2 separate regions of the Sus scrofa genome follow, and region 1 is linked to region 2. The links are chromatin contacts, called in public HiChIP or PLAC-seq maps. All regions are on one chromosome and are shown on one strand. Each heading gives the region's core, a stretch centred on a gene start, on an enhancer-like site or on the middle of the called end of the contact. The rest is flanking DNA. Distances are from core to core; before and after follow the strand shown.

The links. HiChIP or PLAC-seq counts read pairs in DNA pulled down with a chosen protein or histone mark.
Region 1: a contact with region 2 is called in an H3K27ac HiChIP or PLAC-seq map of alveolar macrophages. The contact joins two enhancer-like sites. A contact is called at or near these places in 2 of 2 datasets of contacts at active chromatin or transcription factors (alveolar macrophages and skeletal muscle).

The regions. Positions count from the first base shown.
Region 1 is chr1:139,786,148-139,791,064 of Sscrofa11.1, reverse strand. All of the region lies in intron 2 of CHSY1 (chondroitin sulfate synthase 1), which reads left to right. Among named protein-coding and RNA genes, the nearest start is that of CHSY1, 16 kb to the left of the region's middle. Within about 2 kb of position 3,549, at least 3 of the 83 cell types and tissues checked have an H3K27ac peak or open chromatin away from gene starts, as enhancers often do. A contact at or near this core is called in alveolar macrophages, where this site is marked.
Region 2 is chr1:139,617,532-139,622,190 of Sscrofa11.1, reverse strand. It overlaps LRRK1 (leucine-rich repeat serine/threonine-protein kinase 1), which reads right to left. Exons shown (of 34, transcript XM_021098586.1): 32 at 1,492-2,342; 33 at 1,007-1,108. Among named protein-coding and RNA genes, the nearest start is that of LRRK1, 130 kb to the right of the region's middle. Within about 2 kb of position 1,495, at least 5 of the 83 cell types and tissues checked have an H3K27ac peak or open chromatin away from gene starts, as enhancers often do. A contact at or near this core is called in alveolar macrophages, where this site is marked.

The sequences.
Region 1 (4,917 bases), core at 2,300-4,799, 170 kb before region 2:
AACTTATGCTGATTTTGCCGATGTGATAGCAAGAATGTCTCTTTTTTTTCCCAAAGGCTTGGCTTCTTTCATCTGGTCATGTTGACCCTCATAGTTTAGAAACTTACATGTTTTGAATTCATAAAATGAGTAATATGTGAAAAAGCCTATAGTATTTGGCTTTGCATTTATTTTAAAACTTGACTTTTTTAGACAGTTATTATGGTCTGTAACTTTGCAGTATAGTTGTTCCCTTTAGAATAGGCAACTTCTGAGTTATCTTAATACATCAGTGCAGTTTTTTGAAGGAAACCTCCTTGGAGATGTTTTCTTTTTAATACTGCTGGAGAACATGAGTTAGCTTTTGACTTTTCTTTGTTTTTATTGGCAGATATGCACCTCTTGCCTGCAGTTGCAGGATGTGATATTAGTCAGAGTGGAAAAAATTATTTAGGTCGTGTCGTGTTTATTAGATCGATAAACCACTGATAGTTGTGAGGAGCAGAGGAAATCACTAGACCTTGCCCAAGAAAAAGAAAAGCACTTTTGAATGTAAACTGTTAGCTTTTCTTCTGAGTTGATTTTCCAGAGTGCTTGTGTGAACAAGTAGTATTCTTGTCCGTACTTTCCTTTTCTCGAGACTTGCTTTTAGATGTTTCCTCTTCACTCTGCTTCATTCATTTGAACTTTTTGGGAAGTAGACATTTTCAGGTACATAGGAAGTGGTCTTCATGAATTTCCAATTATAAAAGATACATTTCAAATCTCAAATGTGATCTGCATGAACCCCGAATCTCTTTGTGTGTCTCCCCTGCCTCTCCATGGCACGGGCCTTTGCTCACTGGAGCTTGGGGGGAATTCTATTCTCATGGATTTTTGTTGCTAGGAAAGCCCTTTGGGGATTTTGAGCAGTTTTAAGCAAAATGCCATTGGCAGAAATCCTGCATTTTCCCCATCCTTAATTAAGCAGTTAGAACCATAACAGGTTTCATTATGGTTACAATGTGTAATGCCTTGTGTATTTTGGAGTGCTTCATGCTGCCGCTGACCTCTGAGAAGCTGGCCTTCCTGCTGGGACTGTAGAGGATAGGCCTGCCTTTGAGAAAGAGTTTTTAAAAATCTGTGTCTTCGTGTTGTAACACTGTTAAATTGTTACATACCGCTAGCTAGACACCAACAGAGCCAGTATCTTGAGTTTATCAAGAACTTTGGGCTAGCCTTAGCGCCAAGATAGAGTGAGAAAGTATTGTCCTGGGGCTGTGGGGGTTGGGAGACAGTTTGGGGGCTGTTTCCCTGGATTATGATGTAATCACCAGTTTTTTGAGGCCTGAGGTCTGGTGCTAGAAGTTGTCGGGTCTGGACACTTGGACCTGTCCATTAAACTTGATGCATCTGGTGACTGACCTTCTTAGCTAAAGGGATCCGGTGGGGAGGAACCTCTCTCCTGGGTTGCTCCTGGTCCCTGCCCAGACCTCAGCTTCAGATGCTGCCCCAGCTGCTTTGTGTTCCTCTAAATGCAGGAAGACACGGTTTTTCCTAGAAACTGCCAGCTTGCTCTCCCCGGGGCTTGTACCAGATGACTCTTTGTGGGAGAAAATCTTCTCCCAGAGTGTGGCTTATCTTTCCATTTGGAATGTAGTGTTTTTATTGTATGCAAATTGTGAGTTTAAGTATAGCCTAATTTGTCGTTCTTTTCCTGTATGGTTTATGTTTTTTGTGTCTTTAGAAACTTCCCTCCCTTGGGTCACAGGAATTTTCTATATCTTTTAATGTAAATTTAATTTTGCCTTTCACATGTGCATCATCATTACCATTTTTAAGAATTCTATTGGGACCTTGACCATTTTATTTGACCTTTGATTTCTTTTCCATTTCTTTTTTTTTTTTTTTTTTTTTGGTAGGGCTTTAAGTGCTTCTAACCTAAATCCTCATTAGGATTTATCATTATGTTTACCACTCAGGCAAGATTAATCCCTTTGGTGGATGAGGAACTTTTATTAAACTTCCTATAAACCTAGTTAACTCCATTAAGACTCACATTATGAGAAATTATTGAGGTGGAGTCTTATGTTAAAGACAATTATGTTAAGCTTTGAGTTTTGGAAGGTACTTATTTAGCTCTATTATAAACCTAGCCAGAAGGTGTAATTTTTTTTTTTCCTTGCAAGTCCCAAATAATGCTGTGGGATTATACTTATGTGTTTAAAGTGGCTCCTCAGGAACAACTGTCATAATCAAAATCCAGATTCATTTCTAGGCTTGTTTTGATTATTATTGGTGCCTAATTTATTAATACACAACTTCATTAGGTTTTTTTGGCGGCACTACAGCATATGGAAGTTCCCAGGCCAGGGATCAAACCTGAATCACGACAGTAACCAAGGCTATAGCAGTGACAAAGCTAGGCCACCAGGGAACCCTAATCATTAATACATGATTTTAAAAACTCTTTGAAAATCATTTTAATTTTATAGAAATGTATAGGAATGAGAGAATATCCACACAGCCTACACCCAGAGTTAACCCATTTGCACTGTTGTTTGCAAAGATAATTTCTTATCCCACCAGGGCACAGCTTACGTAAATTTAACAGTGTTGTCTGCAGACCCAGCAAGGTCCCGGCCACAACTCTTCCTTCTTCATTGCAGGTTCCAGCCTGAGGTCAGGTATTACATTTGGTTGTCTTGACTCTTCAGCCTCCTTTAATCTGGAGCATTTATACAACCTCTGTCTTTGTCTTTTATGACCTTAGCATTTTCCATAAGCAGCTTTCAAAACTTCATTTTCATGAAAAAATGTGACTGCAATATGGTAAACCATTAGGTGGTTTTTAGTAGTGATCTTCAAGGCTTATTAAAACCTTCCACTGTGAGGACCCAGCAGCCTTGAGTTAATACTGGTGGAAAAGAGGGAGGAGGAGCTGGCCAACCTGGTTCCCCGTTGTCTCAATGGGGTCAGCATCACTAACTCAGCTTTTTTTTTTTTTTTAAAGAAATGGTATTAAAAAATTTGAAACAGTAGTTTATTTTATTTAGGCAAATATATGAAATATTACTCTTTTAATAGGAAGGACAAAAAGAAAATTGACCTAAGTAATTATTAATTTTATTTTAAAAATTTTATTTATTTTTCTTTTTTGGCTGCACCTGTGGCATGTGGAAATTCTCAAGTTAGGGGTTGAATCTGAGTTGCAGCTGCAACTCACATTGCAGCTGTGGCGACACCGGCTCCTGAACCCACTAGGCCACAGCAGTAACTCCCTGTTTCTTATTGAAGTATATATATTATACCTATGGAAAAGTACACAAATCATAAATAAGTGTAGAGCTCAATGGACTTTCACAGATTTGACACAGCTAGGTAACCAGCATCCAGATCTTACTTACATCTGACTCAGTGTTTGACTAGTCATGAATATATTTGGGGTAGAAAATAACCATTACTAATGAAAGTTAGTAACAGGCATAGTTAGATTTGGCAATTAAAAAAAAATCGTCTTTTGAATGCTGTCATACAGGTTTCAGGGATACGTTTTCCCATCCCTCTCTCTAACCACTGGGTTCCCCTCATGAGTCATCTACCCTAGTGAGCCTTTACTGACATGCCCAATGCATGTATAAGCAATGAAGTTTGTATATCTTCCCCCTTTTATTTGAATGGTAGCATGTTTTACATACTATGTGTATCTTGCTGATTTTTGCTTATATCCCTTGGAAATTCTTCTATTCAGTGTGTAAAGAGCTGCATCTTTTTTTTATGGCCATTCACGCTCTTTCCATTTCTTCTCACCTGGGTTTCATTTATCCCAGCATGTCCCAAACCTTTCTACATCATGGCACACATATTGAGACGACTGCTACCCCAACCTCTAACCCCTCTACCCGGCTCCAGACCTGAAGTGGGTGTTATTTGGCACATCCCCAAATGTTTGGGAGACTCCAGTACACCAAGACACACCAGCAGTGACTGAGTTAACCGTTCATTGTTTGTTATGGGATCATTAATAGGCCCAGTGATGCACTCTGAACTAGTAGGAAATTGCAAAAGAAGAATGAAAGATAATGGCCTTTTTCTCCCTCAAAGACTCTAGTTGAGGAGACAGAAACATACATTCATGAAATAGTTGAAAAAACTTAAAAATGTTAAAACCCTGTGAAGCTGACTTTAAATATAAAACAGTACAGGGCAGGGTAAGATCTATGGTGTTTGTTGTATAGGAAGGCATATCACCAAGGGAAATTGGGAATTTAGAGCAAAATAGGTAAAAAAGAGTTCTTCCGTGTTAGCCTGAGAGACTTTTAAAGGAGTATTGAATATCCTTATATCAGAAGACTGGTTTTTGTTTTTTGTTTTTTTTTCCTTTAACCATAAAAGAAGTAATGTTTCTTAACTGCTAGTTGTCATAGAGCTGACTGAATTTTGGTGGTACCTTGATCATTCCTCTAGGCTGCTCATTAACCTTACCTGGCCAAGAACCAGGCAGACCTCCAAATGGTTAGACTAGATGCTCAAATACTGAGCATTAATGCTGCCTGTTTCTTTGAGGCAGAGTCCATCATGAGCCCTATTGTTTTGTTCTGGCAATTTGGTAGTTCAATTTTCAAGCTGCTAATAGATTAGAAGGGCAGTTAGCGCCCCCAAAAGGGGGCTGCTATTTAAGGACTGTATCAGCAGTGAGGTGTGAAGGGGAAGTGAAAAATAAGAGAAAATGAGTCCTAACAGCATAAGACCAACCATTGTGTTACTGATTTCTTTCTAATTTTGTTCCATATGGCTGGAGAATGTGCTTTGTATGATTTCCACTTTTTGAAAATTTATTGAGACTTTTTTATGGCCTCACATGTAGTGTACCCTGGAGAGTGTTCTACATCCACTGGAGGAGAATGTGTAGTGCTCTTGTTGTGTGGACAGTTACCTTGTTCAGTCTAGTTGGCTTTT
Region 2 (4,659 bases), core at 246-2,745:
CAGGTCCTCAACCCCCCGCCCCACCGGAAGCCTCTTCTGACATCTGGAAGCTACTGATGCCCAAAAATGCAGCTGGGGCCCAGCCACAATCCCAGATCTTGTCTCCAGAACCACTTGCAGGGCAAGGTCACTGGCGCCAGTGCCACTGACATGATCTCCATCAGTATCCTGCTCCAGGGAAAACAGGCCAAAGGGGATTTCTCCATAAGGGAGGTTAACAGCATGGGACTCAGCAAAGTGAAGGGTGTAGACACTGCCAGCCACCTGGTGACTCCAGGACACCGGCGGGCACCAGCCTCCCGTCTCCACAGCCAGGGTGACTCTCACAGTGGAGTCTGGCCTGCCTCCTGGTGGGAGCCCTTTGGATGGGTGATGGGCACAGCTGAGCCTGGGCATGGGCGTGGCAAGAGGTGGTGAGGCCTGGCTGCAGGGCCCTGGTTGGGGCTGAATGGGAGGAGGGGCCCCTCGGGAAGGGCTATTGCATGGTGGGGAGGACTAGGAATCACCTGGATCCCCATTTCTTTTTTGGCTGTCCCACAGCATATGGAGTTCCCAGGCCAGGGATCAGATCTGAGCTGCAGTTTCAACCTAAGGTGCAGCTGTGGCAAAGCCACACCCTTTAAACCACTGTGCTGGGTCAGGGATTGAACCTGCTTCCCAGCGCTCCAGAGATACTGCTGATCCCCACTTTGATTGCAGCTGAGCTTGGGCCCTGGAGGCACACCCCAGGAAGAACACTTGGTTCACAGCTGTAGTGGGCACCCCAGAAACAGTCAGCCACAACTGGTGATGAATGGGTGATGCCTGGTTCAGTTGGTATTTGCCGATCCTCTAGGAGCTGCCTGCTAGACCCCAGCATGTTCCTCATCTGCCTATGGCCACAGTGATAATGCCATGTTTATTTGTGGAAGACACAGGGGCGGCAGCCATTAGGCAGGGAGGTGGCAGGGGGCCTCGATTCCCCTAGCCACATGCCAGGTCCTCAAGTTGCTACCCTCAGTCTTACCCACGTGAAGTCAGCTCTCGGGCTTTCAAGACGGCGATGACTCGGCCCCGCTGGGCACCTGCATCCTTCTCCAGGCCGATGACGATAATATCTCCACCACGCCTAAGAAACCAAAACCCAGAAGGGGAAGCATTTGTCCAGGGCTGTGCTCTCCAGGGGAAACGGAGCTGGCGTGCAGAAAGGCATGGCAACAAATGCAGTTTCTGCAAATGGATTGAGTTACCAGAGGCCCCGAAGCCGGGCAAGAAGCCCTTTCCCAGGAGGAAACCTGACCGTGGCTCTCCTTTGTCATTCCCTGAGCTCTCTAGAGGGCAGATGGGCTTTCGTGCCGCCCGTCTTAGATCTGCTAAAGAGATCCCTCTGGTTCCAGGGGAGAGGAAACAGCTCATGATGGATCTCAATAATGTCTTAAGGTTCCCTGCACTCTGCTCCCAAAGCCAGAGCAACGGGCAGTGCAGGACAGCGCCCCCTGCTGGAAAACCTACCTGGGGACCCAGATGACATCTTTCACGGCCAGGATCTTCACTGCCTGCAAGTGCTGGCTGAATGCCTCACCGTCCACGGGGCTCAGGTCATGCTCAGGCCTATCGGAGCCCAGGGTGGGCTCCAGCAGCCTGCTGGTGTCCCCGCTGTCAGTGGAAAAAAGCAGACTGGAGGAGCTTGCTGGGGAGCAGGGCACGCTGGAAAGGGATGTGGGCACCCGGTGGGATGGGGACGAGGAGTAGGAGGACACGGAGCAGTAGTCAGTCAGCGAGTCCTGGTGGGTCAGGATCTGTGTTCCCAGCTCCTCACTGTACATGATGCTCACGTCCGCCAGGGAGTCCTTCTGGGGCTCCTTCGGGCTGGCGATGGGGCTGAGCAGGGGCTCCGGGCCCATGGGGTGCACAGGAAACACGTCCCTGAGGGGGCTAGGGTCCCCGCAGAAGTAGCGGGCGCACAGTTGGTAGGTGGCTGAGTGGTACATCACCAAGCAGTTGGCCCTGTCGTCCAGGCACCAGACGACCTCCTCCCCACGGCACTCAGAGCTGCACACGACCGACATGACCACCGAAGGGGCTGAGTAAGGCTCCAGCCGCCTGCGGATCTCCAGGGCCATGCAGTCGATGACCAGCAGGCCCGGCCCATTGCTGTACCAGACCTCAGACCCGCTGTTGACCACCTCCATGGCCTTCACAGGGTAGGGGTTCTGCCGCGCGTCTTCGTCTGGGATGCTGAACCTGGACCTGTTGGCTGTGTGTGAGCACAGGTAGGAGCAGCTGTTGTCTGGGGCGCCCCGCACCACGGAAAACACAGCCACAAGCCCATCAGCCAGGCCCGCCAACACCAGGTAGGAATTCTGCAGGGAGAAGGGAGGGATGTGTGATGCCTTTGCTTGTGCATCTTATGGATCCCAGGAGCCAAAAATTGGCCACAAGACCTCTGCATGTACCCCAGGGGGGCACTCATTTTCCATCCACAGGTACTTCTTGGAGGGGCAAGTTTTGGAAAAGGCAGGGGCTACCTTCTGGGAGTGCTCTCAAAGGAGGTGCAGTCCAGGCCCTGAAGAGCCACACCCATCCTCCCTGCCCTGAGCCAGAGTGAGAAGAAGGCCCTTGGCCCCTGAGGGAGGGGGCATGTGGCCTAGACCACAAGGCCAGACTTTGGTCAGCCTGGGCTTCTTGTAATGTCAGTTGCAGGGGGCAGGGGGTGGGGGACTGCCTTTTCGGTCACCAGGGCCTCCTTCAGAGGCAGGATGTGCGTCCTTCCCTCCCGTGAACTCTGTTCCTTAAGGTGACAGCAATTGTGGGTGCCCCATGGATCTGCTCTTAGTCTCCTGTTTGCTGTCCCCAGAAGGTGGGTGCCCCATGAGAGCAGGCCAAGGTCTGGTACCCACCACTGCCCCAATGCTGGTCTGCTATAGGGAAGGGCAAGGCCCCCTCCACCTCTGACTCTCCCTAGTTTTCTGCTCAAGTATTCATTCTTAAAGAAATTGCTTCCAACTCAGCTTTTCCGCGGAGGCGCGTCTTGGCCACTGTGCCACATTCCCCGTTTACATCTCTGAAATGCCTGTGGTTCAGCTGACACTGATGGGGGTCCTCGGGATGCCCTCACAACCCCATGAAGCATGTGCTCTTTTACGGCCACCAGAGGTCCCCACGCAGAGGCCAACATTGCAAAGACTGTGCTGAATGCTGGGCCCAGCCCAGGCATCCCTGGAGCATCTGTGTGGAGCTGGGGATGGAGAGCAGCCCAGACGCCTGGGTGGGGCTGGGGTGGGATGGGAAGAGTTTAGGAGAACAAAGCCAGAGTTGGGACCGAGCGGGGCCCCAGGCCCTGGGCCAGCGAGGGTGAGGACAGAAAGCCCCCTTGTTGGAGCTGGGAAGCTGGGCTGTCCCAGGTGATGAGTGAACCAGCCTCTAGCTCAACAGCAAGGTCAATGAGGCCTAAGAACGTTTATCCAAATCCATCTTCAGGTTTCGAGGAAAGAAAACAGCCAAAGCAAACAGGAGCAAGGCCTCTATCTGAGTCCCTGCTCTGGGCCCCAGCCAGGCAGTGAGCCCCACGTCCCGGCTGGGTGTGGACGTGCGCGTGCAAGAATGCAGGGGTCTGCTGTCCGAAGCCACGGGGCAGCACAGCCTCTGAGGGGCAGGCACCCTGGCAGGGAGGCTCCGCACAGAGCCAGCTTTATTCCCTCTGGTCTTGCGGGCGGGTGGCGGTGCCCTGGCTCGGGGCTCTGGGCAGCCCTGAGCTTAAATAACGCTTTGTGTCATGTCCTGCGCTCTGGTGCAGACGGGGTCCTGAGCTGCCCAGCCTCGCCCATGGGGCCACAGTCATAAATGGCTCAAGGTTGATTTCAAACTTTTTTTTAAAGAAATGAAACTGTAGAGGGGTGGAGAGGAGAGCACGTGTATTTCATGACCGTAAGGAAAGAGTAATAATGCTCATGTTCAACCAGTGCACCAGCCCAGAGCTTTGGGTACGTTATGCCCAGAGATCCTCCTCACAATCTTTTACGCCCATTTTGCAGGTGGGAAAACTGGCATTGGATGATGACACCCAGAGCTTTGGGTACGTTATGCCCAGAGATCCTCCTCACAATCTTTTACGCCCATTTTGCAGGTGGGAAAACTGGCATTGGATGATGACAGCCAACGTGTTTTAACAAAGCCACACCAACAAGGAGCTCTCGAGTGGAGAGTGTGCCTGCTGTAAAAACGGCACCTCAGGGCCCACAGAGGGGGTCCAGAGGCCTGGGGGGTTGGGGCGGAGCGTGGGGCAGCTTCTCAGAGTCCGGGTCACGGCCCTTGTTCTTCAGACCTGAATAGGAAGAGGTATGAGCCACTAGGTCAGTCCTAAAGGGAAAGGCCTGCTCAGAGTGCGGTGCTGGGAGGAGAGGAGTGAGAGGGGGTTGTGGAGGGGGGAGACCTGGCCGGCTCTGCAGGCTGGGTCTGAAAGCTGAGGATATGCATCTTCAGGGCCATATTGGACAAAGAGGGATGGAGGTCTGGGACTGATGGAGACTGGTCTGGGGAGGCAGAACCAGAGTGGGAGGGGAGCTAGGGGCCTGCCAGGGCCTGGTGACTCAGTGGCTGTGAGAAGTGCTGAGCTAGGCCCCTGCTCTCAGAAGGGGAAGGGCACACAAGCAACTGTCCCCTGACACCATCTGCACCAGA